Linked DNA regions of Strix aluco: regions 1 and 3 are each linked to region 2. Evidence: chromatin contacts called from public Hi-C data. All regions are on one chromosome and are shown on one strand. The core of a region is the stretch at or near the end of the contact, and the rest is flanking DNA. Distances in the headings are between cores, read along the strand shown. Region 1 holds the start of DUS4L (dihydrouridine synthase 4 like). Region 2 holds the start of HBP1 (HMG-box transcription factor 1). Region 3 holds the start of PIK3CG (phosphatidylinositol-4,5-bisphosphate 3-kinase catalytic subunit gamma).

Region 1 (3,142 bases), core at 386-2,885, 220 kb before region 2:
GAGTTCTTTTTGCTTTTGCTCTTCCCATTCTCTCCCTGTACTGCTGGCAGAGTGGAGAAGGAATGAGTGAGTAGCTGTGTGGGTACACAGCTGCCAGCCAGCTATGTGTGGTCAACCCACCACACATCTGAATCAGTTTGGAGGCCCTGATTTCAGGTGGAGACAAGGTTTTCCACTATTTAATTTGACACACTATTACAGGAATGTGCTTACTCTCACCTAGAATATTTTTATGGTTTTACAATCAATCAGATATAACAAAACTGTTAACGGAGGTCAAGTTGTGTGACAGACTTCATTCACTTGGCCAATTTGGTTTATCACCACATAAAACATTCTGACAAGACAATGGTTTCTTAAAAAAAATACCTTTGTTTGTTGTAAATTCACTGTCTCTAGCTTTTGCAGATCTCACAAAATCAGCTGCCACTATCATTGGTGTGTAGCACAAATCGCAACTGTATTTCCTAACCAAGGTTCTGAAAGCCAACCTGCAGACACATGAAAATTAAGAGATAAATAGTAAAGTAATTTTTCTGATTAGCTATTCTAAAATGCTGTTCTGACATGCAGTACTTTGGGGATGTCCGAGCATAATCGTAAGATAAAACATGTCCCATGTCTATCTCCATCTTAAATAAAGGAGAAAAAAGGTAATCATCCCTGTTTTTACAGTCAAGATAAACTTCCTCAGAGAAAATACACTGAAAATATAATTGACATGACAGTTACTTACTTTGAATAGCGGACCATAGGGGCACATATTTTTACAACTTGCCCAGAATGAAACAAATCCATGGGATCTTTTAGTTGGCATTGTTTAGTTTCTATGATGTCACCAATCATGTATAATTAACAATTCTTTTAGCATCTGAAAAAACAAACAGTGTTCGCGTGTAAGTAATTCAGCTATTTCTCATACGCCACGCAGCAAAGCATTAGAGCTTAAACTGGACTTGCTCTTTGGTAAAGCATCGCGCAAGAAGTCTGTCACTGACACAGCATCAGAACAAGCCTTCTGCCACCACCAGCTATGACCACCGGCCCTGCGCCCGGCGTCCCGCTGTAATTTATAGTACCCTCGTCGTAACACCCTCGTGTTTTCATTCCTTGCGGCACAGACCGTTCAGGGTGGGAAGGAGGTTTCCAGCCCAGCCCCGCAGCGCAGGCCCGGCTCCGAGGCCGGTCTCGGGGGTCAGGGCAGCCCCTGCCCTGCCCCACAGGCCTTACGCTGAAAGTCTCCCCCCACGTCCAGCGAGCACCGCCCCTGCTTCAGCCTAGGCCCGGCGTCTCTCGTCCTCCCGCTCCAGCTCCCTCCGCCTCTCCCCGCACGGCGGGGGCTGCGGCCCGACCACCCCGGCCTGCGCTAGCTCCCGCGCGGCGGTGCCTGCCGGGTGCCGGGGGCGCGGGCCCGAGGAGCGCCGCGCTGCCGCCGCCGCCGCCCCGGCACACCCGGCTGCCGCCGCCCCTCCCTGCGGCCAGGCCGCGCTGCTGGTCCCCGCCGGGCTCCCGGATCGCTGCCGGCCCCCGCCCGGCCCGGTCCCGCGCTCACCACGTGCGCGAGCGCCCCGCCGCCAACGCCGCCCGCCCGCGGGGCGGCCCCGTTCCGTCGCGCTCCTTCGCCATCATCGCCGCGCGCCGCCGCCCGGGAGTGACGCGCGGGCTCCCGGCACCTGCCAGCATGGAGGAGGCGGGGGCGGGCGGCGGCGCGGCCCCGGCCCCGGCCCCGGCCCTCGCTGAGCTGCTGGCGGACGGTGAGGCGCGGCCGTTGGCGGCGGGGCGGGCGGGGACGCGCCGCTCGCTCGGCGCGGGCGAGGGGCAGCGCCTGACTGTGACCCCGCCGGCGGGGCCACGTCGCGGGTCGCCGGCGGCCCTGAGAAGACGGAGGGTCTTTGGCAAGGGCTGGGCGGGCAGAGCCAGGGAGGAGGTGCCGGTGAACCCCTGTGCTGTCAAGTCACGGAAAGTTTCGGCGCCCGAGGGACGGCAGGCGCTGGGGACTGCCGCTGAGCCTCCCCCTCCTCGGGGAGGGCAGCTCCCGCCGCTGGCGGGGGGTCCTGGTGGCGCGGTCCGGCGAGGCGGCGTGTTCACCTGTGGTCGGTTGCTCCTAAAGGGGGGAAAAAAAAAAAAAGGGCACTGAAAGGGGGGAGACGAAGGTGCTTGGTAATACCAGCGTGCGCTGCCTGCAAACTCGGAACTTGATCCAGAGTCATCACTGCAGTATCATTTCTTATTTTAGTATTTACAGCCAATACCGCTGTAAGAGTCTGTGATGATTTCATGAAGTTGTTCTCATGCCACTTCGATCCTCAGTGATTTGAAGGTGGCTGGTGTGTGTTTGATTATGGTACAACCTCAACGGCCTCACTCTGCTTACACTGTAAAGTTTGAAGAAGAAGATATGGATACTTTTTAGTGTATTCTACTCAAGAAGAGGCTGTGGTGAATAAAGGAACATGTGTCTTTTTCACCATTTACGCCCCACGCCACTCCCCCCAGTCATCAGCTCCAAACTTGTTTCTCTTGATTGTGGTCTCTTCTCAAATCAGTGTCTCGTGTATATTATGCAATGTAGCAAACATATGCTGTTACATTTGTAGAATGTGAAAGTCAGAGAAGTGTATGCTTTAGGTCCATAAATATTATTAAACTGTTTTGAAGTATGAAGGTAAAATCTAAATCTTTTTCAGAATGTTATGCTGACTTCTTCAGAGAAGACTTTGATGTGAAAGCTTATACTTCCCAGTCTATCCATCAGGCTGTGATAGCTGAGCAACTGGCAAAACTTGCCCAAGGTATCAGTCAGTTGGATAAAGAGCTTCATTTACAAGTAAGTTTAAAGCATACCTGTTATTCTGGAGTGGTTGATACAAAGTAGTCAAAAGTTTAGTAATCTTAAGATCTTGTTGCTTCTGAAATTGCCCAGTGTATTCTGCAAGCAGTAACTAAAGGTACAGCTTGCAGCAAAATGAGTTGTGAATCTGACACTTAACTCCGTCAAGCCCACACTTAATGCTCCTACCAAGAAGCCACATACTGCTTTGCTTTCAGTTCCTGCAGCCAATCTCTGTATGGATGGAGGTTCCACTCTTCCTTGTAAGGATGTTCCCTGACTCCAAATTATCATGTCAGCTATCAGAAACTC
Region 2 (3,248 bases), core at 136-2,635:
CGCCTGGACGCTGCCCTTGTTTATAAACGCCCGCCGGCACCGCGCATGCGCGCAAGGCCCCATTCATTCAGAACTGCGTAACAGCTCGGCCTGCCCGGGGGGGAGGCGGCGGGAGCGCCCCCCCCCCCCCCCCCCCCCCCGACCCCGCTGTTGCCCCCCGGGCGAAGCCGCCAACCGTGCCGGCGCGGGGCTCACCTGGCTAAAAGTTCCCCCCCTCCTCCTTCCCCAAACAGGCGCTGCTCCCCGCGGCGGGGCAGAGCGCCCTCGCTCTGACAGACTGGGGCAGGCGGGCGTTCCCCGGGGATAAAAAAAAAAGCGGGGGGGGGACACACACCAGCTCTATTTCCCCCGCTTTCGCGGTCTGGCGCCGCAGCTGGAAGACCCCAAGAGGGGCCGGCGGCCCCGCGCACCCCGCGGGTGTCAGCCCAGCAGTGCAGGAGGGTGGCGGCTCCGCCGGGCCGGTGAGGGAAGGCGCCCAGTAAACAATGTCCAGGCTCCCACCGCCGCCAAAAGCCAGGACCCAACGGCCTCCTCGGCTCGGCCTGCGGCCGCCGCCGCTCCCCTCTGGCCCGGCGGACCCCGCCCGTCCCCCGCCGGGGCCTCGCAGCCCCCCAAAAGCGGCAGCTCCAAACTTTATAGCACTTACCAAACCCGTCGCCATTACCAAATTCCCCTCGGCTCCCCCCCCCGCCTCCTCCCCACAATGGAGTCCCGCCCCAGTCTGGCGGTGTTTGGTCGCCGAGTGGTCGAAGGCGACGTTGCTCAAGCCGCAGCCATTTCCTATTGGCTGGCTGACCTGCCTATCAGGAACCCGCCCGGAGGGCGGACATGTTTTGACTCTCCTGCGTAGCAGATTGCACCGCGCCGCACATCAATCACCCCCAGACAGCGCCCCGATTGGCCAATGCCTCCGCCGGCTCGCCGAGATGCATTCTGGGAGCTGTAGTCTTCGCCGCCGCCACCGCCTGCCAACTTGGACGCGATAAGACGACAGCCCCCAGGATGCCCCGCGCGGCGCTCGGCTGATAGTAAACAAGAGTCACAGGGACACGTGTACCGCGCCTCCGCCGCCACGGCCCGCAGCCCCCCGCCCTCCGCCAGGGCCTGCGCTGCGGGGCCGGCCGCCGGCGGCGAGGCTGCCCGCAGGCAGGGCCCCCCACCCCGCAGCAAACCCAAGCGCGGAGAGGCGCTGCCTGACCTGGTGCTGCCGCGGGGGGAGGCAGCGCAGGGGCGGCCTCCCCGGTCTCCTGCGGCGGGAGGACGCTTCTGGCTGTCGCCGCTGCGGGGGAGGCGCGGGCCCCGAGATGGCGGCGGCCTCCGCGGCGGGGCGCTGACTCACGGCAGCAGCGCGGAGAGGGGGACTGGGCCCCAGGTTGGTGCCGGCCTGTAACGATGCCCGGGGGTGCCCGGCACCTTTCCTGATTTACCACCATTCATCAGCGCTCCGAAACGCTGTTACGAAACGGGCCGCGCTCGCGTTTCGCCAAATAAAGGCTGCGGCGTGCAGAGGTGAAAGGAAGTTGCTAAAGGTCAGAGAATGAGTCAGCAGCTGCGCCTGCTCCCGGCTCCAGCCCCTGCCCTCGTTTCGTTTCAGTAAAAAGACATTCACGGTGGCTTAGGTTCAAAATAAAAGGTGCTGGGGAAAAAATAATGGTTTATCAGTCCATTAGTGTTTCCCAGGCATTCCCATACATTTAATTGCCAAAGTACCAACCTGGTTTGTTTAGACATTACAGCTGTGTTACTGACAGAGAAATGAGACTACAGATGCTACAAGAGTTGCCTCAACACAGTACCTCAGACTGCAGGGAGAAGAATGGACTCCTAATCTGAGGCCAAATCCTCATGAAATGCATCGCTATGCATGATCCGATACAAAGCAAATACAGGCAGAATTCAGAAATAATCGATACGATTTTAGAAACTGATGGAGGGTTTCAAGATTTTGCAACTGTTGGGATTTTTCCAAGAAAAACATTTCTTCCTTACCCTATTTTCAGCATCATCCCAATCATGTGAATGTGTCCTAAATCCTGTATCAGAGCTTTTCTTGTAATTTGCTACCTACAACAGTTCTGACTTTCAGGCACGCTAACATAGTTGTGCAAGAAAATAAGCAAAAGTTAACTTTACAATTTAGATTGAAATGGTTCCGTATTTAGAGTTCTCTGCAAGCTTTGTGTCCCATGAAACATGCTGCTAGTGGCCACTAGAGGGAATGCTGGTTTTATTGCTTCCACAGGTCTACAAGGGTAATGCAATTGAAAAGAAAAAAAAAATTAAATCATACACATCGAAATTGTACTTAGCATCACACTCGGTATGCAGATTTCATTAGCACATCAGTTTAAGATCTGGCTTTTCCAAGAAGTAATAATTTGCCTGTTAGTAGAGTCATTGTCATCTGTGGGCACTGTTTGAAGAGAGACATTACTTTCAAAAACATGCAGTATCTTCTGCAGTGTGAATTGGAAATTATTACTTTTTTATATATATATGTGCAAGTTTAGCTTAAAAATAATAAAAATAGTAGAAAAAACAATGCCATGGAATTTAACTAAAAATATTCTGTGCTTAATTGCACAACAAACCAACCCTTTACAGATCATTTTCCCAGTTTGAAAACACAAAAGTTATTCGAACAAATGCCTCCAGGAAAAATCTGAAAATTAATGTTGAGATTCAACTATTAAGCGACTAGACAGCTTATTACAACATCAACTGTCTAACCCTACATCCCACAAGCTCTGATTTTTCCTATGTTTAGAATTCAGGCTTTTCCTAAGTAACTGATAGATCTTCATATAAGGAAGCTTTCATGACATCCTCTCTCTAAAATATATTTTTTAATAAATTGAAAACTGGTAAATCAGGAATCATCTTTTTTACACCACTCCACAATAAAATTAACTTTAAAGCTGTGTTCCTTCCTCCCCTTTCTCTTTTGATCTTCCTTATACATCTAAACAGCCTTTAGGCTCTTTGGAGAGAGACTCCAGCTTCAGGGGTTTTTAATGAATTTTACTGCAGACCCTGCATTTCCAGATCGAGTCTTGGCAGAAGACCTGTATATGCAGATGCCTCCATTCTGCAAATAAGCTACTCTGCTTGTGGTACAGCCACTTACAAGGTAAAACTCACAGTTTACTCTTCTGAAAGCTCCATCTGCTGCAGTGTGGAAGGTGCAGAGTGCAGAGACTGGATCAAGCAGCTACAGAAGATACAAAACCCTGTCTGAAGCCCCATCA
Region 3 (3,380 bases), core at 670-3,169, 160 kb after region 2:
CTTATTTTTAAATTATTCTTTTCACTTTAGCGTCAGCTCCTTCCCAGACATAACCTGCAAGAAAATAGACACTCTCTATCAGAATAAGAATCACCTTGTGCACACATTACACAAATATAATAATAATCTATTTACATACACACTTTAAAGATAAATGAAAAAACCCACCTAGGACATGACCCAAAATTTTCCAAGCAGCATTCTACATGTACTTGCCAGCATTGTCCTGTAACAGGAGACCGCTTTGCACTTGCTGGACAGGAGTACAATACATCTTCCCTACATCTACAGTGATCCAGTGCTGAACTATGCAGGCAAGATACAGCACTAACATGTTACGCATGAACTCAACAACAAAAACTGCTTCGCTCAGTTCTTTTGTCAAATCCTCTAGCAACTACTAGCTCTCACTGGAATTAAATCAGTGCAGCTTCCTATTCCAAGTAAACTTCATCATCATCATCACAGAATGTCACTGCTAATACAGTCACATTCTTCATCAAAAAGTGTACTAATCAGCAGAACATCTGTGCCGGGAGGCTGCACGGTCAATCTACCTGCTATTACAGCTGTAATATTTTCAGGACCTCCCTGCCTTCACTACAGACATTCGTGTATTTTGGTTTCTACACAAGGTATCTACTTAGGGGTGCTTCTGGAACAATAACTTCTAGCTGGTTCCAAAAATTTAGGTAAGAATTTTGGCAAAGTTCTAGTTAACTGGAGTTATACAAATGATGGTGATCTACCCTTAAACCAACACTTCACAGAGTTTGAAAACATGGACATCTCAGCTATGGCTCCTGCAGGGACACATTCGCCGTTTGGATACTGCCTGTCCTTTCAACTTGTGCCCGGTTCTTCAAATACTGATCTTTAGCAGTGTGATCTAATCTCCACTGACAACCAACTCCTGAATGCCCTCAGCTACTATTTCAGAGCATTTGCAGTGGGGGAAGGTTTTACGGTCTACACATATCAGAAAGACACAAGAGGTTATTATTTGTTGGATGAGGAAATAGTTATTTATTGTTTCAAAATGATGTTGTAGCTGAGCTGACTTACAGATCTTAAGACCAGAGGGAACAGCTACCACTGTCTAGCGTGATCCTTCACTTTGCACTGTTTTATTCTACACACTCACAGTTTCCTCGGCAGGTTTTGCATCAAACCTGCAGCTCCTGTTTGGACCACGACGCGAGCCGGGACCGAGGCCGTGGGGAGCGACGGACCGGGCAGCGTTCGGGGGGCTCAGCCCTTGCCCTGGAGGCGGCCGTGCTGACTCCGGTCGGTCGCCCGTGCCCTGCTGGAAGGGGGGTCGGGCCGAAGCGCTTCGCCGGCGCCAGGCCCGGGAGGCGCGACGCGGCGAGGAGCGGCGGGCCGGCGCTGCCCCCCTCACCCGGCCCACCCGCGGGGCGCGCAGGCCGCGCCCGCCCTGCCCGCCCGCCGCCCCGAGATGGCGGCCGGGGCCGCGCCGCCCCGCAGCGCCCGCGGGAGCAGCAGCGGAGTCCTCGCCGCATGAGGGCAAACCTCGCCGCGCCCAGCCCGGCGGGGCAGCCGGGGGCCGCGGCCGCGCCCGCCGGGCCGGTCTGCCCACCGCCACCGCGGGGAGCCGGGCCGCGCCGCCCCGGCCTTTCACCCCCGCCGCCACCTGCGAGCCCGGGCCTGGGGCAGGGGCCACCGGCGACCCCCCCGCCGGCCCCCGGAACGGAGCTACTCACCGCAGCGGCGCGGCCGCGGCCCCGGCTCCGGCTCCGGACAGGTGCTTTCCTCAGCAGGAAGCGGAGCGGGCCGGGGGCCGGAGGGGAGGCTCCATGGCCGGCGATAGGCAGCTCCGGAGCCGCCGCCAATCACGCGCCGGGCAAAGAGGGAACCGGCTGTGGGGCCTCCCCGCCCCGCTCGGCCGCCGCCGTCCGGCCCCGCCGCGGCCCCGGGGCGCCCGGCCCCAGCCCCCGCCGCTGCGGCCGGGCGTCGGGGCCGGGCCCCTTCCCCCGAGCGAGGCGGGGGCCTGGGGAAGGGGCCGGCGCTGGGCCGGGACGCCCCGCGGGTCTGCGGAGCGCGGTGCCGGGCCTTGCCGCCTGGAGGCAGCGGGTCGGCCCGGCACGACCACATCAGCCGGCGTGGGGGTATAGCCACCATTAGGGCAAAGTACCGCAGCCTCCGTGTGGTTTAATCGCCAGCACAAAGCACGCAGGACCGGTGCTGGTGTCAGGACTGGCAGCAAAACCTCTCTGGCAGCATCTTCAAGAGGTGTTCATCGCCCAGGGGCCCCGAAGGCTGGCGAGCCCATCCGCAGGCTGCGGCGGAGTGGCCACCACCGCGGCAGGGCCAGCAGCCAGAGCCGGGGCTGCCCGGCCAGCCCCACGCGACGGCGAGGACACAGTTTGTCTAAACGGTCCTCAAAAATCCCGGTGATGGCAGTCAGCAATAGCACGCAGTGGCCTTCTCCTTTGGAAAGATTTTCATTTTGTCTTACTAAATGTCTGCTCCTGCAGATTTAGCCTCTTGTCTTTTTTTTTTTTTTTTTTACCTACTCTTTGTTCAAAGGTGCTGTATTCTTGTTTTCCAACTATTTTCCCATCTCCAGACTGGGCAGTCCCGGCTCTCCTTTTAGGTCATGTTCCTTAGACCTCCTGGGATTCCTGTTGCTTCTGGGCTCTTGCCAAATGGGCCACGTTGTTTTTGGAAGGCACTGCACAAAACTGGACATAGTAGTACTCCAGCTAAGGCCTTGCCAAGGCTGCCCACAGCAGGAGGATTAATTCATCAGCCTTACGGTGCCAGGACTCCAAATGCAGCTCAGGCATAACCATTCACTTCCAATTCAAACAAACAACTCCCCCTCGCCACTCTTTCCCCACCCTGGCTGCTGGCTGTTTGGCTCTGAACAGAACTGACTGTTTGTATCTCAGCAGCTCTTTTTTGGAAGGAACAGCAAAACTCTTTCCATGAGTGTGCTGAGACCTTTTTTGCCCCTGATCTTGCAATGAGATTCACAGGTGAACCCTGTATGGCACGGAGCCCGCACACTTGTCCTGAAAGCCACACTGACCAAAGGTTACATCTTCGGGGAGTGCTTTACCAGACCATAGACTGTCACAAAGACTGTAAAAATGAATTTGATTTTTCTAGGTACACATTATTAACTTCCATAGAAAGAAAATATCAGAAGGAAATAACTAGTATGTCACTCATACAGGTGCTATTATAAAAAGTAATTGTCATTATAGCAGTGGATTTCTTTTGACTTAAAAAATCATTTGCGTAACAACATCAAGAATCATAATAGCAGCCTGAAGCAGAAAGCAATTGAGAAACTATTGTATAAACATGGAGTTTCAAAATGAATATACATTACACTGAACTGTGGCTATAAGAAA

What was found. A called contact is a pair of places that touch in the nucleus more often than the background predicts.
Region 1: a Hi-C map of heart shows a contact between it and region 2, with 5 times the contacts expected there. The contact joins the promoter of DUS4L here to the promoter of HBP1 in region 2.
Region 3: a contact with region 2 is called in a Hi-C map of brain, with 4 times the contacts expected there. The contact joins the promoter of PIK3CG here to the promoter of HBP1 in region 2. A contact is called at or near these places in 2 of 2 Hi-C or Micro-C datasets (brain and heart).

Annotation. Positions count from the first base shown.
Region 1 is chr5:73,228,815-73,231,956 of bStrAlu1.hap1, forward strand. DUS4L (dihydrouridine synthase 4 like) reads right to left here and starts at 1,636. Exons shown (of 13, transcript XM_074827794.1): 1 at 1,553-1,636; 2 at 737-871; 3 at 370-491. The coding sequence starts at 846. It overlaps COG5 (component of oligomeric golgi complex 5), which reads left to right. Exons shown (of 22, transcript XM_074827780.1): 2 at 2,688-2,827.
Region 2 is chr5:73,444,557-73,447,804 of bStrAlu1.hap1, forward strand. HBP1 (HMG-box transcription factor 1) reads right to left here and starts at 1,386. Exons shown (of 11, transcript XM_074827784.1): 1 at 1,199-1,386.
Region 3 is chr5:73,605,323-73,608,702 of bStrAlu1.hap1, forward strand. It overlaps PIK3CG (phosphatidylinositol-4,5-bisphosphate 3-kinase catalytic subunit gamma), which reads right to left and starts at 1,920. Exons shown (of 12, transcript XM_074827797.1): 1 at 1,722-1,920.